2 separate regions of the Mus musculus genome follow, and region 2 is linked to region 1. The links are chromatin contacts, called in public HiChIP or PLAC-seq maps. All regions are on one chromosome and are shown on one strand. Each heading gives the region's core, a stretch centred on a gene start, on an enhancer-like site or on the middle of the called end of the contact. The rest is flanking DNA. Distances are from core to core; before and after follow the strand shown. Region 1 holds the start of Tmc7 (transmembrane channel-like gene family 7). Region 2 overlaps Tmc5 (transmembrane channel-like gene family 5).

Region 1 (4,023 bases), core at 1-2,500:
GGAATGTAGTTCTGAGGGAGAGCTCTTGTCCTGCTGTGTGAGGCTCTAAGACCTAGCCCGGGAATTTCAAAACAAACAAAACCTTGCAGATAACCAAGGGGGTTGGAGAGATGGCTCAGTTTATAGAGGTCCAGGGGTTGCTTAGAGTGGCCCTTCAACTCTCAGCAAAGACCCAAAGTGAGACCGAGCATGCTGGAACAAGAGGAAGAACCATGGGAGCCACCCAGAAAGATATTGGGCTTTCACAGTGCTGCATGGGACCCTGGGGTGGCTGGAAAAACGCTACAGGTGCCACGCCCCCAGCCCCTCACTGTGGGATTCCAGGCCCCTTGCTGTTACCAAAGGGCTGAAACAAGCTGACATCAGCAGAGCTGGAGCTGAGCAAGAAAGGGGAAAACCCTATCATAGAGCTTCGCCTGATTTTTTTTTCCCTGCTTCCAGAGCTTTGTCCCAGGACTGGGTCTTTCTTCTGGAGGCTGAAGAGCCCAATGCCCTCTCTCTGAGCTTTGCCTTCGTAGATCCAATCTCACTGAAACTCATACTGCAGATAACTTTTGTTAGTTCTGGCTCAAGACAGAAACAAAGTAAATACAAAGTACAAGGAAGCCTGCTCCAGGGGGTTGGCAGCTCTACTATATCTACTGGGCGGCGTCTTTACACATTTCTGTAAAATCTCAGGAAGCTGTATATTTGACTGTATATTTAACACAACTAAAAAGAAATTTTTCCTGTGCTAAGTAGGCTGCCATCGACTATTGCCTCGCTATAATCGGGGCTGTGCTGGGCATTTGTTAATATTTCACTGTTATTCTGTCAATCTGAGGCTCAGAGAGGGCAAGTCACTTGGCAAAATTCACACAGCAATAAAGACCAGAGACAGAATGGCTTCGAGTGGGTCTAAAGGGAATATCTAGGGGCCAGCCGCTGGGGCGGGCAGGTTGTCACAATCTCTTCACAGAATAAGATACCGTGGCGATCTAGAGGCTGGCCTGGGTCCGTGAATCGTCGCGTGGAAAGTGGGGACTGCCTCTCCAGCTCGGTAGGCAAGGCAAGGCGAGCCTCCTAGCCGGGCATATCCGCTGCCCACCGCTTTCCCCGCAGCGGTGCCCCGCGGAGGACCAGGACGGCCACCCTGCCGCCCCGCACGCCTGGTCCCGCCGCGACCTACCTGGGTGTACGGCCCGCTGCCGGCTGGACCCGTGGCCCGGGTCGCCCGCGCTGCCCTCGCTCATCACGGCTCGGCGAGGACCCTCCAGCCGCCTGCCGGCGGCCCTGCCTTGTCGGGTTCCAGATGACGTCACAGAGGCGGGCGGGGCCGTTCCCACGGGCGCGGGGTGGGGACCGGCTACCTCCAGGAGCCTCTCAGTCTTCTTTCTCAGTCTCCTTCTCCCCTCCCCTTGGTCCCTCCCTCCCCTTTCCTACTCTCTCGGTGCGCCCTCCCCTTCTTCTTCCCCCCTCCCCTCCCCTTTCTCTTTCTCTCCCTCCCTCTCTTCTGGTACTCTGAGACCCAGGTTGGCCTTGAGCTCCTAATCTCCTGCCTCCACCTCCCAAGTGCTTGGATTACAAGTCCCACTATTGTAAATTGTCACTTGGTAGCAAGTGTGGAACAGAAAGTGTGGAACGTTGCCCTTTGGGTTCGTGTGTGTGTGTGTGTATGTGTGTGACACATGCATAACTAAGACAGTCAATGTGTACCTTACACGCTATATATCAATGTATGTGTGTGTAGATGGCTGTCTAGAGGGTGCAGTCAACTTGCATGGTTACCGGAGGGAAGGGCAGGTGGGGGATTTGCTACATATGTTCTTCCTAGAAATGTTCTCATTCACCAACACCCCATACATATATATACATGTACAGCTAAAACGTAAAATTAAAGTAATGAATGGGGCCAGTAAGATGAATCAGCAGGTAAAGGTGTTTGCCACCAAGCCTGGCAGCCTGAGTTCTAGCCTCAGAATCCATAGGGTAGAAGGAGAAGATGGGCTCTCACAGATGTCCCCTGCATGCATACAGGCACAAAAGAAATACGAATAAATGAAATTTGGAAAATATTCTTTTAAAGAAGAAAGTGGGATTTTAGAGATGCTTCGTTGGTTAAGAGCGTTTCCTGCTCTTCCAGAGGATTGGGGTTCAATCCCCAACACCCACAACCACCCTGAACGCCAACTCCAGGGAACTCTCTTCCAACCTCCACAGGCACCTGACACACCGTACATGCTCATGCAAACACACATACACATAAATAAAAAGTTAAAAAGAAGAACTTGGGAGACAGATGGATCTGTAAATGTGAGCCAGCCTGATCTACATAGCAAGTTCCAGGCCAGCCACGGCGACATAGTGATACCCTGTCTGGAAGGAGGAGAAGGAACAAGGAGGAATTGGGACTTGATGGATGGAGTGGCTGTCCCACCTTCTCAGGAGGCTGAAGCGGGAAGATTGAGCCCAAGAACTCAAGGCCAGCCTGGACAACACAGGAACCTCCACAAAAAAAGAAAGTGGATCAGAGGAGGACCAGGGACGAGCAGGTGGCAACAGGGCAGAGCAAGACTGCTATTTTGAGAATTACTAAAAGGCTCAGACGCCAGCTGGCACCGGAGACCATTAGCAGTGGCAGTGAAAGCAGCCAAGCGGGATCACCACGTCTGTTTGAAGGTCACCTGGCTTCCCAGTGTCCCTCCCTGTGCTCTTCACCCTCTGAATTTTCCTACACTGTGCCCTCATCCTCCCATGTCAGTTAGATAGTGTCTGCTGACCTCTGGCTGTTTACATAGTTTCTGTCCTTTTAGTTTCTCTGGCTTACTGAATGATTAATACAGGATATTAACATTAATTTAAAAAAATATTGCCAGCCATGGTGACGCAGGCTTGGAACTCCAGAGCTCTAGAGACAGAGGCAGCACTATTATGAGTTCAAGTCCAGCCTGGGCTATATAGCAAAACCTGACTCAAAACAAATAAATAAGAAAACTGAACTAGAATATAAAGAATATGACCCAATGGTAGTGAGGAGTGTTCCAGCAGGCACCAGCTTACTCCTGTATGAGTTGCAATCCATCTCCAGGGCCTGGGCTGTTTCTCCCCAAATAGAAACATTTCCTATGGCTTTCCTTCATCTTCCAACCCACTTCCACGTTTCCATCTCATTATTTCCAGCTAATTTTAATTTATGATTATGGATGTTTGTGTCTGCACACCATGTGTGTGCCTGGTACCAGTGGAGACCAGAAGAGGGCATCATGTCCCCCAGAAATGGAGTTGCAGACAGTTGTGAGCTTCCATGTGGGTGCTGGGACCCAAACCAGGGTCTCAGGAAGAAAGCCAATGTTCATAACTGTTCAGTCATTTCTCTAGACCCTCGAAGTGTTGTGTTGTTGTTGTTGTTTTGTTGTTGTTGTTGTTGTTAGGGTCTCATCAGCCCAGGCTGGCCATGAGCTCATTATACAGCCAAGGGTAACCTTGAACTTCCCCCTGCCCCTCCTAAGTGCTGGAATTGCAAATGTGTACCACCATGACCAACTTCACTGTCAACTCTTCCAGAAAACTGTATTTGTAATAAGAAAATAGAGATCACTGAGTTGAATGTGTTCATTTGAGGCTAGCTTGCATAGTGAGAACTGTGTCAAAAACAAAGAGGGGGCAGAGAAGGGAAAGAGAGAGGAATCACAATGGATGCTATCACCATCACCACCGCCGCTGCTGCCACCAGTGTGTGCAGTGTTTTGTGTTTATGCAGGTGCATATGCACAGTATGTGGAGACCAGAGGTCACCTTTGGGTCTTACATCTCAGGAGCTCTCTGCCTTGCCTTAGTTAGCTTTCTTTTTCTTTCTTTCTTTCTTTCTTTCTTTCTTTCTTTCTTTCTTTCTTTCTTTCTTTCTTTTCTTTCTTTTCTTTCTTTCTTTTCTTTTCTTTTTCTTTTTTTTCTTTTCTTTTTCTTTTTTTTAGACAGGGTTTCTCTGTATAGCCCTGGCTGTCCTGGAACTCACTTTGTAGACCAGGCTAGCCTCAAACTCAGAAA
Region 2 (4,381 bases), core at 270-2,769, 53 kb after region 1:
CTGAAGGTCCTGAGTTCAAATCCCAGCAACACATGGTGGCTCACAACCACCAGTAATGAGATCTGACGCCCTCTTCTGGTGCGTCTGAAATCAGCTACAGTGTACTTATGTATAATAATAAGTAAATCTTTGGGCTGGAGCAAGCGGGGCCTACAGGAGTGAGCAGAGGTCCTAAAATTCAATTCCCAACTACATGATGGCTCACTACCATTTGTACAACTACAGTGCACTCACATAAATAAAATTAATTAATTAAGCACTCCAATTGCCTGGAGTTCAGAGAGACACAGGTGGGCAAGATCTGTTGCTTTGTTCAGTAATAGTTTTGCTTTGCTTTTGCTCTTGTTGTTTGTTTCTTTGTTTGACTCGGGAAATACAGAAGTATTGGATTAGAATAGTCTAAATGTTAGCTTTGATTTTGAGCACGCATACACACACACACACTCACACACACACACAAACACACTTGTCTCTGGTCACTTCCATTTGTGATTTTGCTTTTTGAGACAGGGCCCCACTATGTAGCTCTGGCTGATCTGGAACTCATTCTGTAGACCAGGATGGCTTTGAACTTACAGAGATCCATCTACCTGCCTCTGCAGGAGTACTGGAATGAAAGGTCTGTGCCACCTCAACAGACCCCATTTGCGATCTTTGCATTCCCCGGGTCTATATTATCTCCCGTGCCAGTCTCTATGGTGCAGAGTGTTCATTGTTCAGCACTGGGAAACAGAGAACAGAACCATCAGTTCCAGGACAAGCATCTGTCTCAAAATAAAACATAGTATTGAACAGTCTAGTTCAATACTATGACTGATTGATTGATTGACTGACATATTTATGAGGGACGTGGATGAGACAGGACCTCACAAGGTAACCCAGTATACTAGTTACTCTTCTATTGCTGTGGTAAACACTGTGACCAGGACAACTAACAGGGGGCATTTATTTGGCCTTGTGGTTCCAACAGGTTAAGAGTTAGCTGTAGTGGTGAGATGACTCAGCCTACCAGAGCACTGGTTCCTCTTCCGAAGGTCCTGAGTTCAAATCCCAGCAACCACATGGTGGCTCACAACCACCCGTAATGAGATCTGACACCCTCTTCTGGTGCATTTGAAGACAGCTACAGTGTACTTATGTATAATAATAAATAAATCTTTGGGCCGGAGGGAGCCGGGACTGAGCAAGCAGAGTTGACCAGAGCAAGCAGAAGTCCTAAAATTCAATTCCCAAAACCACACGAAGGCTCACAACCATCTGTACAGCTACAGTGTACTGAAATACATAAAGTAAATAAATAAATCTTAGTAAGAAAGAAAGAAAGAAAGAAAGAAAGAAAGAAAGAAAGAAAGAAAGAAAGAAAGAAAGAAAGATGGAAAGGAAGGAAGGAAGGAAGGAAGGAAGGAAGGAAGGAAGGAAGGAAGGAAGGAAGGAGAGCCAGCTGTAGTGGAGACGCATGGCAGTAAGTAGCAGTCGTGGCAACAGAACAGGAAGCCTGACTCATAGCCTGAACTGAGAGCAGAAGTAGAGAGAGCTACCTGAGACTAGTTTAAGTCTTTAAGCTCTCAAAGCCCTCTCCCTGCCCGCCCCCGTGGTGCACTTCCTCCAACAAGGCCACACCTCCTAAACCTCCCTCATACAGTACCATAAGCTGAAAAACAGACATTCAAATGCCTAAAACTATGGGGAACATGTCACACAGACCACCATACCCTGATTGGTCTTGAACAGATTATGTAGCTCAGGCTAGCTTTGACCTTGTTATCTTCCTACCTCTGGTTTCCAGTTGTGGGATTAGAGGCAAACACTGCCAAGTCTCACTCCAGTGTCATTTCTTAAAATGTTAAGACTGAATTAAAGAAAAAAAAAAGAGGGGGGAGGGTGTGGGAGACTTTTGGGATAGCATTGGAAATGTAATTGAGGAAAATACGTAATAAAAAAATAAGAGAAAAAAAAGAGTAAATGTAATTAAATTATAAAAAAAAAAAGAAAAGAAAAAAAGAAACAGAACTCTGATCCTTTTCTTCTGCAGGACAGAAACTAATTGCATCCCTGATTCCCATGACAACTAGAGACAGAATCAAAACCATCAGGAACCAGCCAAGGACCATGCAAGAGAAGAGAGAGCTTAGGTATGGCCAATGCTCTCACATGGGAACCTCAGTCTACTGGATTTGTTCCATCTCAAAAAGATAAGAGACCGGGCAGTGGTGGTGCATGCCTTTAATCCCAGCACTTGGGAGGCAGAGGCAGGCAGATTTCTGAGTTCAAGGCCAGCCTGGACTACAGAATGAGTTCCAGGACAGCCAGGGCTACACAGAGAAACCCTGTCTCGGAAAAAAAAAAAAAAAAAAAAAAAAAAAAAGATAAGAAACAGATAATGCAGGAGACAGTTCTTCTGCAAGGAAAACCTTTACAGGGTGGAACGCCCCCCCCCCCCGCCCCAACTCTCCTCCACCCCTCCCCACAGGCATTTTTTATGTAGCTTGAGCTGTCCTCAAATTCAGGCTTCTCCTGCATCAGCCTTCTGAGTGCTGAAATAAAGGTGCGTATCACAACAAGTTTTTGATTCTTAATGATGCAGGCTCTTACATGATCCAGACTGCCCTTGAACTTGCTATATAACCAAAGATTATCTTGAACTCCTGATCCTCTTGCCTCCACTTTCTGAGTGCTAAGGGCTGGGGCTTGATCTGTCTCCCTAGAGTGCCTGGGTACCCTGGTGTATGACTGCTTCCAAAGAGGATTCTCTGAGAAAAGCAAGTCTCCAGTGAGGTCCTGGATAGTTACTACTGTCCAGGCCAGGTACTCGCTTGAATTAGTTTCTTCAGAGATAGGACATGTTCAGTGGTCCTCTTTTCTAAAGCCCAGATGCCAGTCTAACTAGAAAGATGCATTTGTCAAATCCTCCAAAATCTCTGACTCACACATCTTCAGGTCATCAAATGCAAGGAAAGTCTGAGACCCTGACACGAAGTAGAGGATTCTAAAGAGGCAGGAGAGCAGATGCAATGTGTGCAGCCTGGGAAAGGCTGGGTGAGAATGTGGGAGTCTCTGGGGTAAGCATCAGGAATGCATGCTAGCTTTGCTTGGACAATTCGACCGTGTTAGTTACTTTTCTACTGGTGTGACAAAACACCAGGACCAAGGCTACTTGTAGAAGACTTTATTGAGATTAAGGTTCTAGAGCATTAGAGTCCACCATGGTAGAGAGCAGGCATGGTGATGGAGCTGTAGCTGACAGCTCACTCTTGAACCACAAGCAGAGAGAGAAAACTGCGAATGGCCTGAGTCTTTGAGACCTCAGAGCCCACCCACAGTAATGTTCAGAGAGTCACACTTCCCAAAGAGTGCTGCTAACTGGGAATCCAATGTTCCAGTGCCCCTTTCCCCAAACTCTGGGGGACATCTCAGACAAGCTGCCACACCTACCGTGGAAAGTGAACAGGGGAACCTGTGAGGGGCGTGTGGGGACAGTCTACAGTCTAAAAACTTCTTTAAATTTCAAACCACTCTAAAATAAAACTTTGCTTTAAAACAAACAAACAAACAACAAATAGGAAAATCTGGGGAGAAAGGTCAGTTAGAAAATGCAAGCATAAGAACTGAATTTACATCATCAGAACCCATGTAAAAACTGCCACCCTTGTGACCACCTTTGTATTTCCAGGGCTGGGGACATTGAGATCCAGGACTAAGTGGTTCTGTTTTGGCCCCCAAGTGGCTGGAACTACAGGCAGGGGCCTCCGTGTCCAGGAGTGGCTGGGTTTTTCAAAAATGAATTCCACTGATGTCCTCTATTTTCTCCTATTGTTTTCCACAGAAAAATAGTTGACAAAGAAAAAAACAAACAGTCACATGGCATCCTCGAGGCCAACTGCTGTGCTCAGTGTCTGGGCTCCCTTTCACTGGTGAGTCAACTTTTAAAGACACTTTTGTTCCCATGCCTTTGATCTCAGTACTGGGGAGGCAGAGGCAGATAGGGCTCTGTGAGCCAGAGGCTAGAGTTCCTCTTCATGAGTTCCAGGTTATCCAGGGCTACATAGTGAGACTTGGTTCCCAGCCGAGGTTTCCATTAACATAGAATTTGCATGTTACTGCTGTAACACATGCTACATGAACACCTGTGTACAGCCTGTGTGGATGATCAAGTCTGACTAATTAATTAGAATTATCCTCTCCTTGTCCTTCTGTTATGCCAACAAACTTGTTTCCTGCAGACAAGGAACCAATTAGCTTGGTGAACCAGTCATGTTAACTACGATTACCTACAGGGCACAGGAAACTTGCAGGCTGTTGCACCACTGAAGATGTCTCTCTCCCCAGCAACCCTTAACAACCTTGCATGTGAGCCCCTCCCCCAGCAGCTGTTAACTGTCTA

What was found. HiChIP or PLAC-seq counts read pairs in DNA pulled down with a chosen protein or histone mark.
Region 2: an H3K27ac HiChIP or PLAC-seq map of microglia shows a contact between it and region 1, with 3 times the contacts expected there. The contact joins the enhancer-like site here to the promoter of Tmc7 in region 1. A contact is called at or near these places in 1 of 39 promoter capture datasets (macrophages), 5 of 484 Hi-C or Micro-C datasets (cerebral cortex, embryonic stem cells, liver and 2 more), 4 of 115 datasets of contacts at active chromatin or transcription factors (embryonic stem cells and microglia) and 4 of 9 other capture datasets (adipose tissue, embryonic stem cells, liver and 1 more).

The regions. Positions count from the first base shown.
Region 1 is chr7:118,583,436-118,587,458 of GRCm38.p6, forward strand. Tmc7 (transmembrane channel-like gene family 7) reads right to left here and starts at 1,251. Exons shown (of 16, transcript NM_172476.4): 1 at 1,169-1,251. The coding sequence starts at 1,232.
Region 2 is chr7:118,636,097-118,640,477 of GRCm38.p6, forward strand. Tmc5 (transmembrane channel-like gene family 5) reads left to right here. Exons shown (of 22, transcript NM_001105252.1): 6 at 2,033-2,132; 7 at 3,824-3,911. Among named protein-coding and RNA genes, the nearest start is that of Tmc5, 41 kb to the left of the region's middle. Within about 2 kb of position 1,520, at least 2 of the 459 cell types and tissues checked have an H3K27ac peak or open chromatin away from gene starts, as enhancers often do. A contact at or near this core is called in microglia, where this site is marked.